Linked DNA regions of Mus musculus: all the other regions are linked to region 3. The links are chromatin contacts, called in public Hi-C and Micro-C maps. All regions are on one chromosome and are shown on one strand. Each heading gives the region's core, a stretch centred on a gene start, on an enhancer-like site or on the middle of the called end of the contact. The rest is flanking DNA. Distances are from core to core; before and after follow the strand shown. Region 1 overlaps Nfia (nuclear factor I/A). Region 2 overlaps Nfia (nuclear factor I/A). Region 3 overlaps Nfia (nuclear factor I/A).

What was found. A called contact is a pair of places that touch in the nucleus more often than the background predicts.
Region 1: a contact with region 3 is called in a Micro-C map of muscle stem cells, with 4 times the contacts expected there. The contact joins two enhancer-like sites. A contact is called at or near these places in 2 of 39 promoter capture datasets (embryonic stem cells and second pharyngeal arch cranial neural crest), 16 of 484 Hi-C or Micro-C datasets (the AML12 cell line, cardiomyocytes, cerebellar granule neurons and 11 more), 8 of 115 datasets of contacts at active chromatin or transcription factors (craniofacial prominence, embryonic basal ganglia, embryonic forebrain and 5 more) and 3 of 9 other capture datasets (adipose tissue, liver and pancreatic islet).
Region 2: a Hi-C map of cerebellar granule neurons shows a contact between it and region 3, with 2.7 times the contacts expected there. The contact joins two enhancer-like sites. A contact is called at or near these places in 10 of 484 Hi-C or Micro-C datasets (astrocytes, brain, cerebellar granule neurons and 5 more), 6 of 115 datasets of contacts at active chromatin or transcription factors (astrocytes, embryonic forebrain, embryonic stem cells and 3 more) and 2 of 9 other capture datasets (adipose tissue and liver).

Annotation. Positions count from the first base shown.
Region 1 is chr4:97,909,611-97,912,543 of GRCm38.p6, forward strand. All of the region lies in intron 2 of Nfia (nuclear factor I/A), which reads left to right. Among named protein-coding and RNA genes, the nearest start is that of Gm40208, 27 kb to the right of the region's middle. Within about 2 kb of position 1,366, at least 110 of the 459 cell types and tissues checked have an H3K27ac peak or open chromatin away from gene starts, as enhancers often do. A contact at or near this core is called in cerebellar granule neurons, cerebellum, cortical glia and 2 more, where this site is marked.
Region 2 is chr4:97,878,842-97,881,668 of GRCm38.p6, forward strand. The region is part of intron 2 of Nfia (nuclear factor I/A); the gene reads left to right. Among named protein-coding and RNA genes, the nearest start is that of Gm19417, 11 kb to the left of the region's middle. Within about 2 kb of position 1,485, at least 14 of the 459 cell types and tissues checked have an H3K27ac peak or open chromatin away from gene starts, as enhancers often do. A contact at or near this core is called in cerebellar granule neurons and cerebellum, where this site is marked.
Region 3 is chr4:97,793,511-97,796,514 of GRCm38.p6, forward strand. The region is part of intron 2 of Nfia (nuclear factor I/A); the gene reads left to right. Among named protein-coding and RNA genes, the nearest start is that of Nfia, 17 kb to the left of the region's middle. Within about 2 kb of position 1,536, at least 43 of the 459 cell types and tissues checked have an H3K27ac peak or open chromatin away from gene starts, as enhancers often do. A contact at or near this core is called in cerebellar granule neurons, cerebellum, cortical glia and 2 more, where this site is marked.

The sequences.
Region 1 (2,933 bases), core at 116-2,615, 120 kb after region 3:
GCAATGTTTTTTAAACATTTTTTCTTGTCTTCAAAAGAAGGTTTGCTTGTTCTCATTTGAGGCTGATGTCATTCTATCTGAGGAAACACAATGGTTCTTTTCTACCAAATATGTATGTTTGTATCTTTGTAAAAGTTTTAGATTTGTGGGTGTGTACAGTCCCCACTGGTATGAGAGATAAAAGTTATTTTAGTGCTTGAGCAATGCTGTGCTAAAAAAAAAATTCTAAAACACATACTCAATGCAACATCCATTTTAATCGTCTTAACAAGTAGACTATATAATTCCAGAAGATTCAGCACAATTCATTAGATAAATGGCTTGCAATTTTAACAGACCACAAACATATATTTACAAATTATTAAAAGTGAAACAAGGTCCTGGTGGTAATTCATGCAATCACATTAACTAATGCATTAATTGGTGATATGATTTGGAGGCGGGTGCTGTATATCAAATGTAGGCACGATCTCTACCACTGAGCCACTCAGCCCCAAACCTTAAGTAATATGTTTCCTGTACCCAGCAAAAGAAATGAAATGTTCCACATCCAAGAAATACGATTAGCAGAGAAAAATCCAACTCTGGCAGGAACTGCTATTTGTGGACTACTTAATGTGGTGTGTGGTATCCCTACAGGAGTATGTGGGGCCGGGCTTCCTAAGCCCAAATCCTGCCTTATGCTATGGGCCATTAGCACCACTTGGGAAGTAACATGTGCCTCAGTAGTTAGCACTTAGGCTGTGTTTTAACAAGTCTCCAGATATGTATTTACATGATAGACTATACTGACACCTTTCAGTGCTATCTGTCAATCATGGTTTAATAACGCTCCTCCATACAGGGTTCGTTTTTATTGTCTCTCTATTTATTTTATATTTTCAGGAATTCATGGTCACCTGACCCCTTGGCAGCCTTCTGAAAGCCCACACAAACCTTGCTTCCCAGGGCTGGAAAGGGTGTTCCAACCCTTGTGAAAGAGAAAAGCAGAAGTAAGGGCAAAGCCAGTTGGAAGGGATCGGCAGAGGCGCCTCCTCTCACGAGATGCTTTCATTACGTGCTTGGCAGCCACCTGCCTCCATCTTTTTATTTTCCTTTTTAGTGAAAGGATTTTACATCAGTAGATATTATTAAAAAGATCTTATTTAACATGCAGACGCATTTTGTGCGCAAGCGACTGACTGCTTGCTCAAGAGTCTAGGAAGGCTTCGTGGGAAGAGCGCAGCAATCTGAGCCATATGTATCGGGCAGGTTGCCAGTTGTTGCCAATATGCCCAAACCACCTGGCCGTGCACTCAGCCAAGTGTGCCACTGTGACCAGCCGGCTCGAACCTCGCCGCCTTTCAGGGCTTAGGAGCTCTGAAGGCCTGAGCTGTACTGTTTTGCCCCGCTGCCAGCGGTTCCCACTCCCACAAACTGTGCAGCTACACTGACCGGTGACTCACAAACGCCCATTTTCAAAGGAGCTCTCCCTTTGTTTAAGGCCCATTCACTGGTGTTGAACCCGTGCCATTAGATGAGCCTGGAGATACTGCCTGGAACCTTCCCCCATATGCGGTAGACAGACACAGCCTGGCTGGCTCTGCTGCTCCCCAGCCTGTAGCGACAGGGTTTGAGATTCGGCTTCGCCAAGATTTGGGTTGGTTTTATTTGCCGCTGGTTTCAATTTTTATTTTGAGTGGTTCTGACTTTTGAATGTTTGGAAACGTTTGTTCATTTGCTTTTCCTCTCTTTGTTTAGCATAGAAATCGGTCGAGTCGTTTCACAATTTATTTATCAAGCGTGGTTTCATAATCTTTGGCAATCTAGGTCAGGCAACAACCAGGGACAGGCAGGATCGGAGCATAGAAACTTGAAGACTGGTTAGTTCTTTTTGCAAGCCATAGTAGAAAAAAAGGTTTACATCAAAGGTCTGCCCTCTGTGAACAGACTGTGAGAATTGTGTACGCACCTGTTTCCCTTTTTACCTTGGCTCCCAAGAAGCTCAGAGATAAATTTAGTTTTTAACTTCAATAGAGGCTTCGGCACGTTTCATGTTCCCATTATGTGTTTTCTTCACATCTGCAGTTTTTGTTTATACGTGTATATGTTTTGTTTATATTTGTAGTTTTTGTAGCTATAACTTGGATAGGTGTATATTTAATGCGATTATGAACCATTTCTTACCTTTTTTTTTCAGAAGGTAGATTAATAAATAAAACTTTGGCCTGCCTAGCGGTGATTGTTATGTTTCAGTGAGCTGTTCTAGGATAAGCAGGTGACTGGAGAGATCTGTGGCAATGCTCCACAACGTGCACACTAGCCTTTGGCCTGGACATGTTATGATCTCCCATTCACTCTGTGGTGTGAAGGTTCACTCAGTCTCTCCGGCCTTCCTCTCTCCAGCTCAGGGGTCACCATAAGCTGGATCCTGAGGAACTGTTTTGGCTCCAGTTTAATCAGTCGGAATGGATATTACTAAGTAAGCTGCCTCGTTCACTCCTTCCTAGAGAGGCGTCAAATGTTCCTGAAGATTTAAAAAATATTATTATAATGCACCTTTTTAATTAAAATTATCAGACACTTCAAGAAATCCATGCTATCGTTGTTGAAGTGTGTTTTGGGAGCCCATTTTTCATTCTATTAATAAGGCCTGTTCAGATAGTAACATTTTGGCCAGTGTCCTGTGACACGCTCAACAAAGGCTGGAGCAAGGTGGAGTCGTACCAGCAAACAAGATGGATAGTTCGTGCTGGGGGGAGTGTCCCTGAGGGTTTTTGCAGCCTGTCAGAGAGGCTGCAGCTGTAACCACCCATCTGTGCAGGCTTGGCTTAGACCACACTACAGTATTGAGTGCTTACCCTGAGGAAGGTGTTCGAAAGAATTCATGGTATCAGTCAAATAATAATGCCCGAATGTGATAGGGCTAATGTGTGTAAAGAAAAGTTCCTGTA
Region 2 (2,827 bases), core at 235-2,734, 85 kb after region 3:
GAATGTTATAAACTTCCTTATCCTGGCAAAACTGGATGCCTCTCGGCATCATAACCTGAATTATCTAGTGAATTCCTGTGTCATGGCTGTGAACCACTTATTCAAGGTAAAGGAATCCTCAATGGAAGACATTAAAAGATGGCTTGAGATGAACGTGCAGTGTGTCTGGAGTTGGACAGATGCTTGCATGTGGCTTCTCTGCTGTTCTTACAGGAGCATCTAGCCATACTTCTCAGGGAGAACTGCTCTGAAAGGTAGAGGAGATAACCAGAGGTCATGCTCTTTGCACCAACCTGCTTTGTACTTAAGGATAACTATATACACATGCATATTTGCTTTCCAAACCAGTTACTGGGCTTACAGCTGAGGGGAGTGTGTGTGTGTGTCTGTGTGTGTGTGTCTGTGTGTGTGTGTGTGTCGGTGTGTGTGTGTGTGTGTGTGTGTGTGTATTTGGTTGTCTGTGTTGTCCAGCAATGTTGTCTAAAACATGAAATTTCTAATGTTTATCTTCAGTATGTTTTGCTTCTTTTCAGAGCTTAACTTCAAGTAGAATGTGTTGTGACTCTATTTTCTGCCTCTTTATAACAATACTGATAGGAAAAATAAAGTAAAATAGATTGCACTGCTTATAACTGGGGCAGGAGGTGAGGGAAAGCAGCACAATTCTTGCTTTTAATCCTGTTGGTCTATATTGAATTTCTGCTCCAGTGATAAGTCTATCTTAAATTCACTCAGAGATTTGGACTGCAGGAGAGCCTGGGGAGCTGCTAATATTTAGAGTATTCCAGAAGCATTGCATGGCTTGATGGTTAGAAACTCAAATTTCCAGAAACAGAGGACCAGCATGGCCTATTCACTACAGTAGTCCTGTGCCATCAAAGACAACACGGCAGGAATCCATTATGTAGAAAAGGACCCAAAGAGTTAGTGGCACTGTTAATACTGCACAGTGTGGCCGAGACGCTCCTGGTGGTTCTAGGCTTGCCTGGAAACAGCACACCCAAACCCTTCCCACTTTACACACAGTAAATAGTCGGACAGGAACAGGCAGAGGGGCATGGGAGAACTCCAAGGCAATTCATTAACCCATTTCGAGACATTCTCAGGCAGCTTACTGAGCTTCAGAGGTCAAACTGACCACTAATAATTCATCACAGAGGAGAAATTCTGAGAAGAAAAAGTTAACAAACTTTTTAATACTTAACGAGTTGTCTTAAAAATGTTTTAGTTCCGTACCTCACTCACCTGATTCACTGACGTGTGCCGCCTACTTTTAAATCACATTTGGCAGTATAAAAAGAGCCGTATTCCTTTACACTTTGGAACAGGTAACAGAGGTTGTTTGTTTGTTTGTTTGTTTGTTTGTTTCTCCTTGTGCCACAGAGAGCACATGCTGCAGGGACTAGCATGAGACTCCCAGGGCCACCAAAGGTCAATGGCTGTGCTGTTATGAACACGGTCCAGCCTGGACTCTGATCCTGGGATCAGGTTTTAATCTTGTTCATTTCTTCTCATCTTTGTTCCTGCGTATGTCTGAGCTGCAGCGGTGGCCCTCTACACACAGTGTCTGTAAATGGCAGAATGGCCGTGCAGGGTAGCAGGGGATGTTGGCAGCACACTTTCCAGGCACCTAGCGCACAAGCAGAGAACTTCGCTTCTGCCAACTGTGACTTCAGAACCCAGGTCTGTTCCTGAACCTGGACACCCAGCTGTCAGCATGTTGCCATATGTCACCAGCACATGGCACCCTAATTAAAATTTCAAATTGCATGCATTTGTGTTTGCTGGCTGGCTTGCTTCAAAGGCAGGGACCTCACCACCCCAGAATCTCCTTGCTTCTCTCTGAAGTATTATTGCCCGCCATGCTTAGGAATGGGTTGGAAAACGGCCTTTCCCAGGGAGGAGAAAAACACTACTCTCAAATTCTCTCACCTCCTCTTTGGAAGTAAAACTACTTACTATCTTAAGGAAGGAGGGTGGGTGTGAAGATTCATGGCTGGTGCCCTTGACTAGGATTCTGACAAGCAGCCATGTGGCTCCTGGTCCCATTCCATTCTGGCTCACACACATTACTCCAGTCTGGGCTCTGTCTTCTCAGCTGAAAAGTGACTATTACTGCCCCTTAAGCATAGTATACAAAAAAGGGGTTTAATTTGAGATGTAGTTGTGTTTTAAGAGGAGACAGCCTGAAGGTGTGTCTCTTCCTGCCCTCTCTTTTAGTGCACACCTACTATTAGATGTTTAAATTGGAAATTTTATAAAGGAATTCAATTGAGGCCTTAGAGAAAATACCAGGAAAAGAACCCCAAAGAAATAGATTTCTGTATACAAATCCAGGAAGATACGTTGTGGGTTGCCAGGATCCTCTGTAAATTGTTATCAGTTATTGAATACTTGTAGAACGCTAAGGAAAATTCAGAGAAGTGTGACTGTGAGCAGGTCCCATTCAGTTCTTAGCCTCCACTGTTGCACATGGCTGCCTATAGCCTCATTTGAGACATGAGCATTCTGTGGCTGACTTGAAGCAGAATTTTCTGAGCAATATTTAGCATAGAGCAAAATGAAATTTGAACCCACATCTGTCTGATTAAAGCTTGCACCTCATATTATTTGCCTCATGGGAAAAGGATGCTAAGTGTTTTGTTTGTGTGTGTGTGTGTGTGTGTGTGTGTGTGTGTGTCTATTTAGTTTTTTGCTTGTTTTAATCATAGCTTCTAAGACAGGTGATGTCTTCCCTAAATATGTATTTTTGTATGGAAAGGCTGAGAACCTTATCCAAATAATCAGACCCAGAAGTTTTTCAGATATTGTATTTTTTTTTAACTCT
Region 3 (3,004 bases), core at 286-2,785:
TCCCCCATGTCATGCTTGCTCTCTCTCTCTCTCTCTCTGTCTCTCTTTCTCTCTCTCTCTCTCACACACACACACAAATAGCATATTGAAAACAATTACCATGTTTACATTTTTAATGAATTTTTTTGATGTTTTAAAATTTTTATCTCTCTAGAGCTTCAATAAAATGAGGTAGGGGTAAAAATTTTAAAAGTATAACATCTTGCCAAGTTCAGAATACATATTATGTGTAAGGTTATATATAATATATATACACACATATGTTTTTTGTGAGAAATTTTTTTGGCTGAAATGTTACAGTGAAAGACATAATTGTTCTAAAGATGTGTGTCTCACAGAAAAGACGAAAACCACCCAAAGTGGATAAATGGCATGCTTTGTCCTTATGCCACCTACATTTTTAAACTACTGTGACTGATTTCTCTAGAAAGGTCAGAGGTTTCAAACAAAAGCTTTGTGATTCTTCAAAGGGAGACATTTTGAGTTTTTCTCTGTGGAGACTGGCTGTGCCTAGCTTTGGCTTCATTTCCAGTTGTGCTTGGGAGGTGACTGGGTACAGAGTGACAAGGGAGTACCGCAGGTCCTTAGCCAGCTGACTTGTGGGGCAGGCAGAGGGTAGAGGGCCGGATGACTCCACCTGGGCGCTCTTACGCGGTCCCTTAGTTTACAGGCGAGCTCACAGGCTTTCTCTTGTTTTGCTGTAGAGCCTTCCTTTACAGACTCAAAACACGGGACAGCCAGAGAGGTTTGTGTATTTGGGTACCATGGCGTGGTGAAGTTTCAGCCATCGTGGATACGGGTTTCTTTGATTTTTACATGAACTTGTTTGTCTTTACTTTGTTTCGTTTCTGACTTCCAGTCTGGGTGAGTTGTTCTTGTTGTGTGTTTGTTGGAGGATAGATGTGCTCAGGAGACTGTGACTGCCCTTGTCAGGCAACAGGGACAGAACACACTCAAGTCTGATGATTAGGAAAGAAGAGAGCCGGCATTTAAGCCAAGTCTCTCAGATCCCATGCTTGTGTTCCTTAGATGCGGTATCTACCTAGTATTTTCATATGTATTATCTTACTGGCGCTCCACTTAACCTTAACATCTGAGTTGAAGAGTTCTTATAAGTGCCTGTATATAGTAGGAAGCAGGTTGAGGAACTAGGCCCCGGTATGATGGTTAGTCGATTGCTCTTCTGGATCTTCTTTTTATCTCAGAGATATCGACAACACATCAAGTTCTAAGCTCTGCTTCTGAATTTATCGTAGTACAAACAAACAAACAAACAAACAAAAACAAGAAATGTTCTCCAGGACTCTCAAGATAATCTTGAAATCCATTGTTTATTTAAAAGCTTAAAAATGTAGTAAGAAACCACCCAGAATGTTGTCTGTGTTTGTATTAATTTTGTTTTCTTACCTTGAAGAAAGTTCGGAGGCCTGGGCCTTTATTTCATAGGCAGAAAACCGAAGCTCTTGCTTCCCAGAAGCTGTGTGATGGAAGATTCTGTATGAGTCACACAGCAGCTGCATCCCAGGGATGCTCTGGCTGATACTGGCTAGTGAGGTCAGTTTGGCTGCCTCTCTTGACAGATTTTACCATGGCGCTGGCCATTGAGTCATCAAACATCAGTTCTTACGGTCTCTGCATGGTACTAGGTTCCCAAGATAGAAGAACATACCATGCAACAACTTTCTTAGGTATAATTTCTTCAGATATTAAGATTTCAAATATTTTGATAATTTTACACTAGGGTCTTCCTAATTAATAGACTGTGTGGAGTCTTTAAACATTTGTAGAACCAGTTGTTTTAATTTTTAAAAAAAAATTGTGTGTACATGTCTATGTTTGCATGATGGGGATGTAGGGGGAGGGTGCATGCTATGGTATGTTTGTGTATATACCTGTGTGTGTGTATGTGTGTGTGTGTATATGTGCATGTGTGTGTGTGGAGAGAGAGAGCGCGCGAGAAGGAGAGAGAAAGGGAGGGAGAGGGAGAGAGAGAAGTAGAGAGAGGGGAAGAGAAAGAGAGAGAGGGAGAGAGAGAAGGAGAGATAGAGGGGGAAGAGAGAGAGAGGGAGGGAGAGAGAGGGAGAGAGAGAAAAAAACTTTGTGGAATCACTTTGCTCTTTCCACCTTTATGTGGGTTCCAGGCGAGGAGCTCCGCTCCCCTGGTTTGCCTGCTTAGCACCATTAGGAACGGAGCTGTCTCACTGGCCCCTGTGTTGTTTTTTTTTTAAAAATAAAATAAATGCTGCACATTGAGATTTGTAACATTTGACTGTATTTCTATTATGTGTTCAAGAATCTTTTGTGTCAGAAATGTCTGTGTAAATGTTCCGAAAGAGGGCCCAAGCTTTCTGTTTCTTAGAAGCTGACCGCTATGATGTTTTCTCTAGAGCAAGCCACTGAACAGTGAGACATAGACAGACAGACAGACTTCCTCCCCCCCCCTCTCTGACATCTTCCTTGTAATGATGAAGTGTGAAACAAATAGAGTTACAGAAAAACAAAACACCGGGAGAACTAGAGTGGAAAACAGAAAGGAAGGGAAGCCTTGGAGAGCAAGCTGTGGGGAATTCATTTGGCAGTTGGTGGAGGTCCCTAACACACAGCCAGATTTCAGTGGTGCCGCTTCCTACAATCCGAATTCTGCTCCCTCTCTGAAAGTCAGCAATGGCAGGACTTGCACACTGATGAGGGTCTGAGGTTGCCAGGGGTCTGGATCTGCTTTGCCTTTCCTTTCCGATAAAAGATGGCAGGTGCAGGTTGCATTGCGTTTGCATAGAGAGCACCCAGGGCTGCTGTGACCAGTGTGGTAATGGGGTGGCTGGAGGGTCTATAGGAGCATGTGTAGACAGTGGTCAGAAATAGGAGAAAGGTTCCAGGTCTCATATATGAGGTAACAAAAGAAGAGCATAAATCTGCTGGTCCCAATAGCATATGCTGGGGTTTGTTTTTCTCTATTTTATTTGCTTGTTGTTTAATCTGAAAGTGAAATCTGTTTCTACCACCA